2 separate regions of the Mus musculus genome follow, and region 2 is linked to region 1. Evidence: chromatin contacts called from public HiChIP or PLAC-seq data. All regions are on one chromosome and are shown on one strand. The core of a region is the stretch at or near the end of the contact, and the rest is flanking DNA. Distances in the headings are between cores, read along the strand shown.

Region 1 (6,891 bases), core at 2,925-5,424:
CCATCCCCAGAACAGTGATGTAGGGTAACAAAAGCATAGCAGCCAATTTGATAAGTTTCCATATCTTGTCAGCCCATAAATTCCAGTACATCAAAGCTCATAGCTGCAGCCAAAGCAGATGTTTCTGTTCAGGCCAGTAGAGCCTGTTGTACAGAGTCTGTAAATCCTGCTTATTGTGGCAAATATTCAAGGTCTGCTTATCCAAGTTCTGTTCCGCCTGTCTGGTGGATGCTCAAGACCTGCTTGCTTGTCCATCACAGGCTGGGGAAGAGGGTGTCACATATGAGCATATTTATTCACACATACTTAACAAGGAAGAAATTGGCTGAGAAGAATTTAGGAAGGGATGGAGAGAGAACTGGAAGGGGGGGGAAGTGATGTAATATAGTTTAATTTAAATGCATAAAATAAATTTTAAATTAAAAGGTAGCCAGAGATATACATTAGCAGTTAAGATCAATAGGTGTTGTTACAGAGAACACAGGTTCCCCTCCCAGAAACCACATGGTAGCTAACCACTTGTTGTAACTCTAGTCCCAGGATTCTCCTGCTTTCTTCTGTTGGCACTGAACACAGACACATACAGACAAACACACACACATATAAAATATAAGTAAACCTTAAAAAAAAATAGGATTCTATATAGTGATGTCACAGCCCTGAGATGTGCAGAAAGTAAGGAGCACTTAAAATGAACTCCTGGTCTTGCACGGAAGCAGCTGTGGTACTCCTCTGAGCCAGCCTGCTCAGTGGCAAAACAGATTTACTGTGAAGATAGAATAGTTCAGCAAAGCTGCTCCTCTAAGAACAGTATTCATAGTGCTGATAAAGGACTTTTCCTTTATGTTTTCTGAATTTTCATTTTTTTTTTGTTCTTTGTATATGCGAGAATTGAGGCATTGATATCTCTGTCTGTTAGATCACATATCATAATCGATAGGTAGCATTGGCTCCTGAGCAATCCACTGTCACAGTGTCGCTTACTTGTGTTTAGCTAAGACCTTATGGCATAGGATGAACATTCCAGAGGCGTTTCTGTCCATCATTTTCATAATTCACATCCTTCTGCATGACTTCGAGCTAAGAATGTTCTCAAATATCTCTGCTATTACACTCTGACCACATTCAGAAAAGGATTTAACTTAACATGCTTACGACTAGGCAAACATATCATATCCAGACTTCCTAAGTAAATGGCAACATTTCCTTTGTTGAATAAAATCACTGCTTTGGAATGACTCTCATGCTTTCCTGGACTACCATGGGAAGGAGGCAGAGTGGAAATTATCTCAGTTCCTCTGTCTTGGCTGTTGTGATGGCTATTATTCTTAGTCTACATGACTACATCTGGAGTTAACTAAAACCCAAAGAGTTGGGTACTGAGGGGATTTGGGGAAAACCCTTCTTTAATCTGATTCTTTTGAGGTGACACGATCCAGTTTTAACCTAGGCCAAAGCTTCTGGTGGCAGCCTACATATATGAAGAACATTGAAGATGTTAGTTCTTTCTCTTTCGCTTTCCCTACCTCTGGATAGCAAGTTCATTTTTTAATGGCATTAGAGCCTGCTTCTTGAGGATTATGTTACCTATTGAAGACCACTGACACATTCAGCCACATGGACTGAACCACTAGTGTATTCTTCAACTTTCTGTGGGTATACAAATACTTCTACATATGTAGACTCAATCTATCGATTTTGTTCATCTGGACATCCTAGACTAAGACAGCTGTGGGGTTTTGTTTTTGTTTTTGTTTTTCACCTTCCCACTGAGGAAGATATGCTCACTCACAGTAGTGCTCCACAGTGTTTGTCATCTGTTTCCTGTTTTTCTTCAAGTTTTGTCTTATTCCCCACAGGTTAAAGTAGCTGAACCTAGCATGAAGCTACAAAACCAAAATCTTGTTCCCTAAAATCTCTCATTAATGCTTAATATTCTGAGCACCCTTCCAATTGTGGGACAGACTGATAACTCCACTGTGAGTTGAGTAATAGGCTAAGCAAGCTATACACCTTGATTCCAGGAGGAAAAAAAGGGCTGTGTCTATTGAGTGCTGTGAGGGGAGCCCAGGCAAGCTCTGAAGTCACAGTGGAGGTGAGAGCAGGGTCAAGGCCCATAAAGAGGAGGAGCAGGCAGCTGAGCAGCAAGGAGATGGAGTGGTAGGGCCTCCCTAGGGCTGGTTGTGGTAGCTATTGAAAGACAAGAAAAAGTGCCACTGTTCCACACCAACCACAATAGAATCTGTGTGACAAGTTCCACAGACAGAAGTAAAAACTTCAAAAAAAGGAGCCCTCCTAGAACAGGTTGTGGAACTCTTGGCCAGAACAAATATTGAGCCGTAGTTCTCATGGCAATTTATCTGTTTTGTCTTTTTTTATTCTTTTTCTTATTTACGAGATGTTCCTGACAGCCTAAGTTATGATCTTAAGCGAGAATAACAGGTAAGAAACCATTCCTTAAGATGGGGGTCACTAGCCATGACCTTATATCTCCAGGAAAACCAGTGTTTCACTTTATAAATCACTTACAAGATAGTATTGATAAATAAAAACTTTCCTAACAATAAAACTATAGGGCTGCATGAGTGTCAATGTGAGACCCGACTTAGAGAGTTTCTCCCTAGAAGGTAAAGCCCCTGGACGTTCCCCAAGCTTGTTTTCCCTGATCTCTAAAAATACAGCCAGAAAGAAGCTCTTTGTTCTCTATAGCCAGCCAAAAGCCTTTTTGTTTCTGTGCCTTACAGCCAGAGATGCGATAATTGTAGGAAGACCTACAAGGACATGGAGATAGACACCAGAGAGGAGGCTAAAGAGTTGTAGCCAACTCTCCTCCCAACTCTTCCCAACTCTTCCCAACTCCTCCCAACTCTTCCTATCTCCTCCCAACTCCTCTCAACTCTCCTCCAAACTCCTCCCAATTCCTCAGCTAGCTGTTAAAAGCCCCCTACTGTCACTGCTCGGGGTCTTACATCATCGGAAGTAGGCTTTGGTAAATTGTTTAAGGAAGCCTTTAAATAAAAAGAATTAAAATAGTTTAAATTTATGCTTTGAAGATTTACAAAAAATCAGGTACTAAATGTTAAACAATAACTGACCTTAAAAATGTATTAATTTCTTCTTGGAAATTTGCCACTAGCCTTAGATGATTTTTATTGTGCCAAATAACAATGATGTTACTGAAAGGAAATAAAACTGTAATTCATGTAATGTATGTTAAATAGCCCAAAGAGTTGTTTGTGAGCTTTGAAACCTGGGGCTGAGAACACAGCAGAACAGACCAGGACATGCCCGGGCAAGCCCATCGCCTCCCTAGCTCCCACCCCTCTGACCTAAGTTAAATGTTACAGGCTGCTGATGTTTAAATGGACCAATCATGTGAAACCGCGCCAATTCCTCCCCCAGCCCCACTCCTTTTCTATAAAAACCCCTAGCTTCCAAGCCTCGTGGTCGAATCCACTGTCTCCTGTTGTGTGAGATACGTTTCGACCCGGAGCTCCGCCATTAAAAAACCTCTTGTTGTTACATCAAGGTGTTGTGTTCTATTCGCGATTCTTGGGTGCACGCCGAATCGGGAGCTGAGTGGGGGTTTCCCCACTGAGTTCTTTCATTACCTGTTCTATCCGTGATTGCGTCAATGAACACACTTTTTGAGAAGTTGTAATTCTTGGATGATTCTGTATTTTATTGTGCCAAATGACTATGATGATATATGTTCTATCTGACTGCTTCACTGAACACATCTGCTCAGAGTTGTAATATTTGTTTCTTTATGCATAAAAACCCTTGCATGAGGACTGCAAAATATATTCAGATTCAAACTGCCTCTGTGTTTGTTTTGTCACCGCCAAATCCTTACCCACCTAGCCTTCGAGGATCCTCTTCCCAGGAACCCTCATACCCGACTGGGGTGGTCCGTGGCAGGGCCTCCCTAAGGGCTGGCTGTGGTAGCTATTGGAGGACAAGAAAAAGTGCTATTGAAATGCGAATCTCTGCATATCTGGGAAAGGTCGGTCCTCGGCGTGGAAGCCTGGCCCAGGAACCACTATGCTCTGTCTCTTTAACACACTCTAACCCAAAGGGATGTGTTCCTGTCACTCAAGACTCATTGGCCAATCAGGTTCTCCAGGAAGGCCTCTCAGTCAGAAGAGGCGGGTTCTTCCGGGTGCCATACTGCAAGTCCAGCTCCGCCGCTGAGAAGCTCGAACGGTTCCGTGTGACGTGCTCTGTGTACTGCTGTTTGGTGCGGCTAGGAGAGCTCAGGCAAGCTCTGCAGTCACGGCATGGTGAGAGCAGGGTCACTTCCCCACGGCAAGGGGAAGAGCAGCCGGAGTGAGAGTGGTGGGTCCTCCCCAGAGGCTGGGTGGGAAGGCACAAGGACTTTGGAAATGCGGATCTTTGTATATCTGGAAATGGTCTGGCCCTGGACACTTCAGCACGCTCCAACCCTAACGGAGGTACTCAAGATGTTCAAGACTTGTTGGTCAATCAGGGCCTGCAGGCACACCTGCCAGTCAGAAGAGGAGGAGGGTCTCCCCCCCCCCCCCAGCTCCCCCGGGGTGCCCTGCTGCAGGTTCCGTTCTGTAGCTGAGCAGGTTTGACTGATCTGGTGTGCTGTGCTCTGTGTGCTGCTGCTGGATGCTGTGAGGGGAAATCAGACAAGATCCAAAATCTTGATATTGTGAGCGCAAGGTCATAGTCTGCAAAGGGGAGAAGCAGGCGACTGAGCAGCTGGGAGCTGGAGTGGTAGGTCCTTCCTGGGGCTGAGTGGGAAGCGGCAGCCTGTTGCACCCCCTCTGGTCTCTAGTCACTCCCTGGACCTCGTGGTGGCCTCAGAATTACTTCACTTTGGAGGCTGGATCAGTGCATTTGAAGCAGGGTCTTCTGTGTAGAAACATCCTTGGCAGGAAGACAAACTTGGATAGCCCTAGTTTCTCTAGTGTCTTCTACAAGTTCTTAGCATTTAACATTTAGGTGTAAGATCCATTTGGAGTTAATCTTGTGGAGGTTGTACAAGGTATCTCAAGTGCTGTGTAGCAGCACTCCAATATCTAGCTGTAATGTAGAAGATGATGTGAAGTAGTTACCAGTGCTTAGAAAGAGTAAGTGATATCAAATAATTTTTTTTTCTTTGCTTTTTCGAGACAGGGTTTCTCTGTGTAGCTCTGGCTGTCCTGGAACTCACTTTGTAGACCAGGCTGGCCTCGAACTCAGAAATCTGCCTGCCTCTACCTCCTAAGTGCTGGTATTAAAGGCGTGAGCCACCACCGCCCGGCTATCAAGCTAAGACTTCCTACAGAGAAGTAGTATGCTAACCAGACCTGTTAGAGATTAAGATGCTAGGATACACATGTTTGTTGACTAGGATTGTCCTGAAATATGGTTCCAAACCATAACAAAGGACACTCCCCTGATTTACAACCAGCCACTAGGTCTAAAAACAGGCCTCTATCAAGCTGCTCTCAGGGGGCATTACAGGGTCATAACCAACTGGTTAAGAGCACTGACTGCTCTTCCAGAGGTCCTGAGTTCAAATCCCAGCAACCACATGGTGACTCACAACCATCTGTAATGGGATCTGATGCCCTCTTCTGGTATGCATGAAGACAGCTACAGTGTACTCATATAAATAACAAATAAGTAAATCTTTAAAAAAGAAAGAAAGAAATACTGTATTAAAAAAAAAGACCTGATGTACTCTACAGGTATATTTTCTTCTTGTTCTGCCATATGGGCAAGAGTACGCTAGGTGATAACTCTTTGAAAGGAAAGGGCTTGGTTGTGTTGAGGGCTGTCCTGATAAAGCAAGGCTTTCCATGAAGCCCTCATGTATGGAGAATGACATAGCTTTTTCTCAGGCCCAGGAACATGCATTCAGAGCTAGTAACAGTCTGAGGCCTAGGACTTGGCAGCTTTCCTTAAGGCCCTGATTTATTGAGAATAAAATAGAGCTCCTTCTCTGTAATGGTTTGACTGTGCTTAGCCCAGGGAGTGGCACTTTTAGAAGGTGGTGTCCTCCTGGAGTAGGTGTGGCCTTGTTGGAGTAGGTGTATCACTGGGTTTGGGGGTTAAGACCCCCATCCTAGCGGCCTGGAAGCCAGTATTCTGCTAGCAAGCTTCAGATGAAGATGTAGAACTCGCAGCTCCTCCTGCACCATGCCTGACTGGATGCTGCTATGCTCCTGCCTTGATAATGGACTGAACCTCTGAGTCTGTAAGCCAGCCTCAATTAAGTGTTGTTCTTACAGGAATTGCCTTGGTCATGGTGTCTGTTCACAGCAATAAAACCCTAAGTAAGACACTCTCTAAAGCCATGACTATATTTGGGAGAGCTGGTAGTGGTCTAGAGCCAGGGCCTTTCAGGAGAGGTTGCTTCAGCTCTTCCCACCACAGTGGGCTGTGGCTCTCAGTCCCATGGCTACTGTGGGTTTGGTCAATATTGTTCTTGAAAGACCTTGTGTTCCCCTGTCCAGCCCTGTTTATTAAACTCCTCCTAAGTTTGTCCTTTGTATGATATTTTCTGCTGACTTCAAAGAAGTCTCCCATTTCCCCTGGAAGTAGTATAGAAAATACTGTTCTTACTAAGAAGCTTACTTGGTATAAAACAGCTTGTGTAAGGCCTCCTCACCCCAGCTTTTATATTTTCTATCTTCTACTTTTCTTATCTTTTTTATCTGGAACCTTCTACTTGGCACCCTGTCACTTAGTTTTGAGGACCTGTCACTGTAGTTTGAGGACACTGGTGTACTTAAGGGATAATTCTGGGAATATTTTTACTGTGTATATCTCCTGTCTGTCTAAGTGGCTAGACTTGGCAGTCTCCAGTTCATATTTAAATTGTTCAAAACATAACCTGGGGCCTGAACCTAAAGAGGCGTAAGGGTGATAGCGTAT
Region 2 (6,624 bases), core at 793-3,292, 200 kb before region 1:
GGAAATAAGACCTTGAAGTGGGTCAAGGCTAAGTGTCAAAGCTTGATTTCAGTGCCTTAATCCCTGCATGATCTTAATCCTCAATGAGACTCTATGTCCTAGAGATTGCATAAACTCCCAAACAGAGCCAACCGCAGGGGACAAAGGGTTCAAACACATGAGCCTATGGAGGCACTTCTCATGCCAAAAACCATGCTCCTTTCTTGTTGCAGACTTAGAAACACCCTGAGAGAACAGATTCAGTGAGGAAGGATTCATTTTGGCCTACTGTTCCAGAAAGGTACAGTCCATTGTCATGGGGAAATGGACAGCAAAAGCTTCCTTACCAGTGGCTAGCCTACTGAAGGAAATATCTCTACTTTCCTAGCAACCATGAACTGTCTGTTTATAGATTTTTAGGGAGGGGCAGAGACTTGTGAACGCTCCCTGATTTACATGGTAGGAGGTTAATGGGCCCAATCTTGTGTGGATAGTCTTAGATGCTAAGGGTTAAAGAGTACAACCAAACAGGAGGTTGTAGCACACTCCTTTAACCCATGCACTCAGGAGGAAGAGGTAGGCAGATCTCTAACTTTGAGGCTAGCCTGGACTGCAGAGTGAGTTCAGGACAGCTAGGGCTACACACAGAAAACTTGTCTCAAAAAGCAAAAAAAAAACAAAAACAAAAACAAAACAAAACAAAAAGATTTTAAAAGAAACACAACTGATGCGTCACACCCAGATGACAAGCAAGGCTACCTCAACATTCTACCCACCTCTATTGGGTTTTACACATTCCAAGCCCTCTGTGAGAACGTGAAGAAGGGCTCTGGAATGGATATTTCCCAGGCTGTGTTAAAACACTGGGGAGCGGCTCAGGACTTTATGTTGGGTGTGACCACAGGGTTGTTTTCTGCAGACTAGGAAGGACCAACAGGCTGGGTGTGAGTTAGCTTTCCTGGAAGACAGAAGACCTTGCACCTACGTAAGTGATGTCATATGTGCCTGCTCAGCCTCTCTTCCTGTGGTCATTCGTGCTCACTGAGAATCTGCTTGTCAGCGTCCTACCCTGCCCCAAATCTGGAGTTTACTAGTTAGGTAAACATATATGCAACATCTACCATGTGTGCCAAGTGTTTCACATTCATTGTTGCAAGTCCCTATATGTAAAGTGCACAGCTCAAGGTCAGTTGTAAAAAACTAAGGCCCAAGTACAGAATCGATTAAATGCAAACTGAAAAACTCAGAAGTCCCAGCATGACAAAATGACTCTCAGACAACCTCAGTACTCAGTAGCACGCACTGAGTCAGACTGAGTGAATGAATGAATCTGAGCAAGTCTGATACGGATGGGAGAAATGAGTGACAGTGGCTGGAGGAGAATGGAATGGGACAGACAGAGATGGGCCAGGAAAGCTGGGAGTGTGGTCATATTCTGAAGTCAGGAGGATCAGATCAAAGTTGGAAGACACAGGTGGCAAGGTGTCAAGTACTGCAATTCAGAGAGTCTGTCAATAGAGGGCACTCCAAGTCTTGGCCTAGATTATGTGCCTCACTGCCCCCCAACTTAAATTTACATGTATTTATTCATATGTGTGTGTGTGTTTGTGTGTGACTGTGTGTGTGTGTGCGCGCTCTTGCATGCGCACGTGCGCATGCATGCACACCCACATATCATCATGTACTCATATGGAGGTCAGAGGGCAACTTGTAGGGATTGGTTCTGTTGTTTACCATGTTTGTTGTTTGTTCCTGGTGATTGAACACAGGTTCTCTGCGTTGGCAGCTGGTTTACCTGCTAAGCTATTTCACTGGCTCTTGCCTCTCTCTCCCTCTCTCCTTCTCTCTCTCTTCCTTTCCCCTTTAAACAATCTTTTATTTATTCTCTGGCAATTTCACACACACATATAATGCATCTGTCTAAAGTCCTCAGACACACTCCAACATGCCCCTTCCTCACACTCTCCACCTCCTTTTTTTTTCTCCTTTCTTTTAGAAATAATCCACTGAGTATAATTAGCTGCCTGTGGGAATGTCGGCTGATCTTGGCTTGAGCCTGTACAGGTCTTGTGCAAGTAACCATACGCGTTTGCATTCCTTCTAGGCTCTGCCCCATAGTTACCTGGCAACAGCTAAGTATGCCTGACTCACTATAAAAGGGGCTGTTTGCCGCCTCCTCCTCCTCCTCACTCTCTTACTCTCTCTGTCCCTTCTCTTCCCATAACTCCCCCCCCCCATGGCTGGCTGGCCTCTCTCTCTCTCTCTCTCTCTCTCTCTCTCTCTCTCTCTCTCTCTCCCCTCCTCTCTTCCTCCCCCTCTTTCTCCCTCTTTCTCTCCCACTTCTCTCTGCCTTTCTCTGTCTCTACTCCCTCCCCTCCCCTCCCCATGCCCTAAATAAGCTCTTTTCCATACTATAGTTCAAGTGACTGGTCCCTCAGGGGAAAGGGATGCCTCAGTATGGGCCCACAAAGACACCCCTTTCCACCTTACTGTACATATTCCTGGTTTTTTCTTCCTTTTCTTTTTTATAAAACATAACAATACCTGTGGTGAGTTCATGAGTGCAATGACCACACCACATCCAGAAGACAGCATTTCACAGTGGCCCTCCACATCCTCCAGTTCTTCCATTGTTTCTGATACCACTTCTGCAATGTTCCCTGAGTCTCAGTGAGATTGATATAGATGTCTCATTCAGGGTTAAGCATTCAAAAGTCATTTATTCTCAACCTTGATCAGTCAGGGGTCTCTGCATTACCTGGTGCCTGCTGCAGAAAGAGGCTAAGAGCAGGACTAATATATATGCATACACAGAAACATTTAGAAGGCAATTTGACAACACACCCATTTTGTAAAAGAGCAGCAGCAGGCCCCCTCCTAGGGCTTATGACCTCTGAAGTTCTGGGATTTTGACCAGCTCTGAAGTCCTAGGCATGGACTTCCTATTGTGGAGCAGCAATAGGGAAATACAGAGGAGCAAATCCTTGGGTCTTGCCAACCAGCCAGCCTAGAAAACTCAAGGAGCTCCAGGTCAATGAGAGATCTTTCCAAAAACATAGCATGAACAATTGAGAAAGACACCTAACGCATGTTTCTGGTCCCTCCTTCCCCAGTATTCACACACAGGTGCACACACATATGAATACACAAATCAACTGGAAATGAAAATGATGATATTTGTATACATTGGGATAAGAAACCAAAATATCATTTTAGGCTGTGTGAGATCTCTTGGCAGGTAAATACACTTACATATAGCCTGATGACCTGCCTGAGACTCACATAGTGGAAGGGAGAACTGATTCCTTCAAGTTGTCTTCTGACCTTCACACAGATGCTATAGTGTGAGCATACCACCCAAATATACGTTTAAAAAGTTTAAGTTGTCAGCTTGTCCGTCCGTCCGTCCGTCCTTCCTTCCTTCCTTCCTTCCTTCCTAACGTGGTATCTAGGAGCTGGAGAGATGCTCTGGCGTTAAGAGCAGCGGCTGCTTTTGCCCTAGTTCTGAGTTTGGTTCTAAGCACCCACTTTAAGGAGCTCATGATAACCTGTGATTCTATCTCTTTTTTCTGGCCTACTTGCATCTGTGTGTGCATGAGTCTTTCCACACAAATCGAAAATGACAAAAATAAATCCCAAAGGATGTCTAAAGCATGCTTATGAGGGACTGGAAAGTTGGCCTGGTGCTTGAGAGCACTCCTGCTTTTGCAGAGAACTAGGGTTCAACTTCCAGCACTCACAAGGCAGCTCATAATTATCTGTTTTATATATATATATATATATATATATATATATATATATATATATATATATAAAATACACACACACACACACACACATATATGTATATAAATCTATGCGGGCTAAAGAGATGGTTCAGTAGTTATCTTAGTATCTTAGTTTGGGTTTTATCGCTATGAAGAGACATCATGACCAAAGCAAATTTTATGAAGGACAACATTTAACTGGGGCTGGCTTACAATTTCAGATGTTTAGTCCATTATCATCATGGTGGGAACCATGGCAGCATGCAGGCAGACATGGTGCTCAAAGAGCCGAGAGATCTACATCTTGATCCAAATTCTTGATCCAAATGTATCCAGGAAGAGACTGTCTTCTACAGGCAGCCAGGAGGAGGGTCACATTCTACAGAACTTGAGCATAGCAGCCTCAAAGCCTGCTACAAAGTGACATACTTCATCTAACAAGGCTCTACCCACCTCCTCTAATAGGGCTATACATTCTAATAGTGCCATTTTCCATGGGCCAAACATATTCAAACCACCACAGTGGTTAAGTGCCATTGTTGTTCTTACAAAGGTCCTGAGTTTGACTTCTAACACACGGTGGCTCACAAACCATCTGTAACTACAATCCAACACTTTCTTCTGGTGTGTGTACATGTGGAACACAGATATACATGCAGGCAAAATACACATACACATACAAATAAACCAGTAAACCTTTCCTGGGTTCTGGTGGCACATGCCTTTAATTGCAGCACTTGAGAGGCAGATGCAGGCAGATCTCTGAGTTCAAGGCCAGCCTGATGCACAGAATGAGTTCTAGGACAGCCAGGGCAACACAGAGAAACTTTGTCTCAAAAATACAAACAAACAAAAAGTTATTTTAAAAATGTGCCTGGAGAGATAGTTCAGCTCTTAAGAGCACTGGTTGCTCTTCCAGAGGTATTGAGTCAATTCCCAGCAGCCATGAGATGGTGGCTCAGAATCAGTTCTAATGGAATCCAATGCCCTCTTATGGTTTGCAGGCTCTATATGCAGATAAAGCACTCATTTACATAAAATAAATAAAGATATAAATCTTTAAAAAACCTTTTTTTGACTCTTTGTGAATTTCACATCATGAGCCCCAATTCTACAAATCTTCTCTTCCCTTCATATCTTCCCTCTGCCCTTGCAATCTCCTCCTGCAAAAGAAAATAAGATAGAAAAAAATCTTGTGAAAGCTGTAGTATGTCACATTGTGTCCCACAGTATACCCTTTTGTCTACACATCTTTTCTTGCAAATGTTTGTCGCAATGAGTCATTGGTCTGTTTTGAGGCCTCTGTTTTCTGCTACACTATCTATACTATCTATACTATCTACACTATCTATACTATATCCTTACTGTGACTCCTCGCAAATATATTGTTGTTGCTCTGTGTCATGGAGACCAAAAAGTTTAGGATCTGCAGGACTGACTCTTTCAAGAGCTCCAGCAGATCATAGATAAGATAGATGTTGGGGTGGGCTAACTTAACGCCCTGGATCTGGGTCTGGGAGATAGCTGAGTTGGTCAGCCCACCAGTTCTCTTGTACCTACACTGCCAGGGCGAGCTCTCCAGCACTGTCCCAGCTAGATCACCCAATTCTGCATCCAGTCAGGGGAGGGTCAGCTCTACCACTCTCATGACCTCTGTGCCAGCTCACTAGCCTGCCAGAGGTGGTGAGGAGTGGGCAGTAGAGGGACATCTCTCCCTTACCAAAGCCACCCCATGGTAGATGAGGGGCAGGGCCAACTACGCCCCTCCAACTCCCCTCAGCTCTAATGTGCTGCCCAGGGGAGGTGCAGGGCCTTTTTTTATTACTGTAGCCAGTGAGGGGCAGGATTGGCTTTCCTGCTCTCCTCAGGTTGAACTCTCCTGACTGCCGCAGGCATGGAGGGTTGCAGGGGGCAGGGCTTGTAAATCTTTAAAAATAAATCTATAATAATAATAATAATAACCCCAAAACCAAAACCAAATGTGTAGAAAGGGCCATGATTGCATAGAGGAGCCAGATGTCTTTTTTCTATTGACATCAATACTTGAAAACATTATATGATTTTTGTAAAATTTTTTTTTGGTTTTGCTTTTGAGATTCTTAGAAATCAATAGAGAGTCTTAAGCTATAGCCCAGGCTGGCTCCACCTCTTGTCAGCCCTCTTGTCTCAAGCTCACACATCCTGGGTTTAAGGTGTAGAACAATTACACCTAGCTTAGGAGTTAGTATTTATGGGAAGAATGGTATTTTGTCTTTTTTTCCAAGACAGGGTCTCGGCTAGCTCCCGCTGCCCTTGAACTCATTGTATAGCCTAGAATGACTTCTTGATACCACCTCTTGGAGTGCTCCATGACAGGCATGGGGCACCATTTCCAGCTTTCTTTTTCTGTTATTTATTTTCATAATGCTACTCTTCACATTATTATCAATCTATGGCATTCTAGTAAAAATTTTAAAGTTACCTTACAGTCTGTCTATCTCTGTTTCTGCTTCCCACTCTGTGTGTGTGTGTGTTGTGATGTTATGTTTGTGACACAGTGCACATGTCAATCTCAAACTGCTAGGTTTGGCAGCAAACTACTGCCATCTCACAATCTCTCTCTCTGTCTCTCTCTCTCTCTCTGTCTCTCTCTCTCTCTCTCTCTGTGTGTGTGTGTGAGCATGGGGGAGTTATGTGTGCCTGTGCATCTGCACAGAGGGTAATGGAAGAAGCTGGGTGTACTACTCTATCACTCTCCACCTTATCCTCTTGAGTCAGGTTTTCTCACTAAGCCTGGAGCTAGACTGGTAGCCAGCAAGTCCCAGCAATCTTCTATAGTACTATAAAGTCTCACACAGCCATAGCCTGGCTCTTTATGTAAGTGCTGGGGGGATTTGAA

Evidence for each region. HiChIP or PLAC-seq counts read pairs in DNA pulled down with a chosen protein or histone mark.
Region 2: an H3K4me3 HiChIP or PLAC-seq map of neural progenitor cells shows a contact between it and region 1, with 6 times the contacts expected there. The contact joins the enhancer-like site here to the promoter of Zfp958 in region 1. A contact is called at or near these places in 1 of 15 datasets of contacts at CTCF or cohesin (stem cell-derived epiblast-like cells), 1 of 484 Hi-C or Micro-C datasets (nephron progenitors), 17 of 115 datasets of contacts at active chromatin or transcription factors (SST interneurons, craniofacial prominence, embryonic limb bud and 7 more) and 3 of 9 other capture datasets (adipose tissue, liver and pancreatic islet).

The regions. Positions count from the first base shown.
Region 1 is chr8:4,608,996-4,615,886 of GRCm38.p6, forward strand. It overlaps Zfp958 (zinc finger protein 958), which reads left to right and starts at 4,175. Exons shown (of 4, transcript NM_145591.5): 1 at 4,175-4,283. The coding sequence starts at 4,281.
Region 2 is chr8:4,411,894-4,418,517 of GRCm38.p6, forward strand. No RefSeq gene overlaps it. Among named protein-coding and RNA genes, the nearest start is that of Ccl25, 66 kb to the left of the region's middle. Within about 2 kb of position 2,043, at least 34 of the 459 cell types and tissues checked have an H3K27ac peak or open chromatin away from gene starts, as enhancers often do. A contact at or near this core is called in neural progenitor cells and stem cell-derived neural progenitor cells, where this site is marked.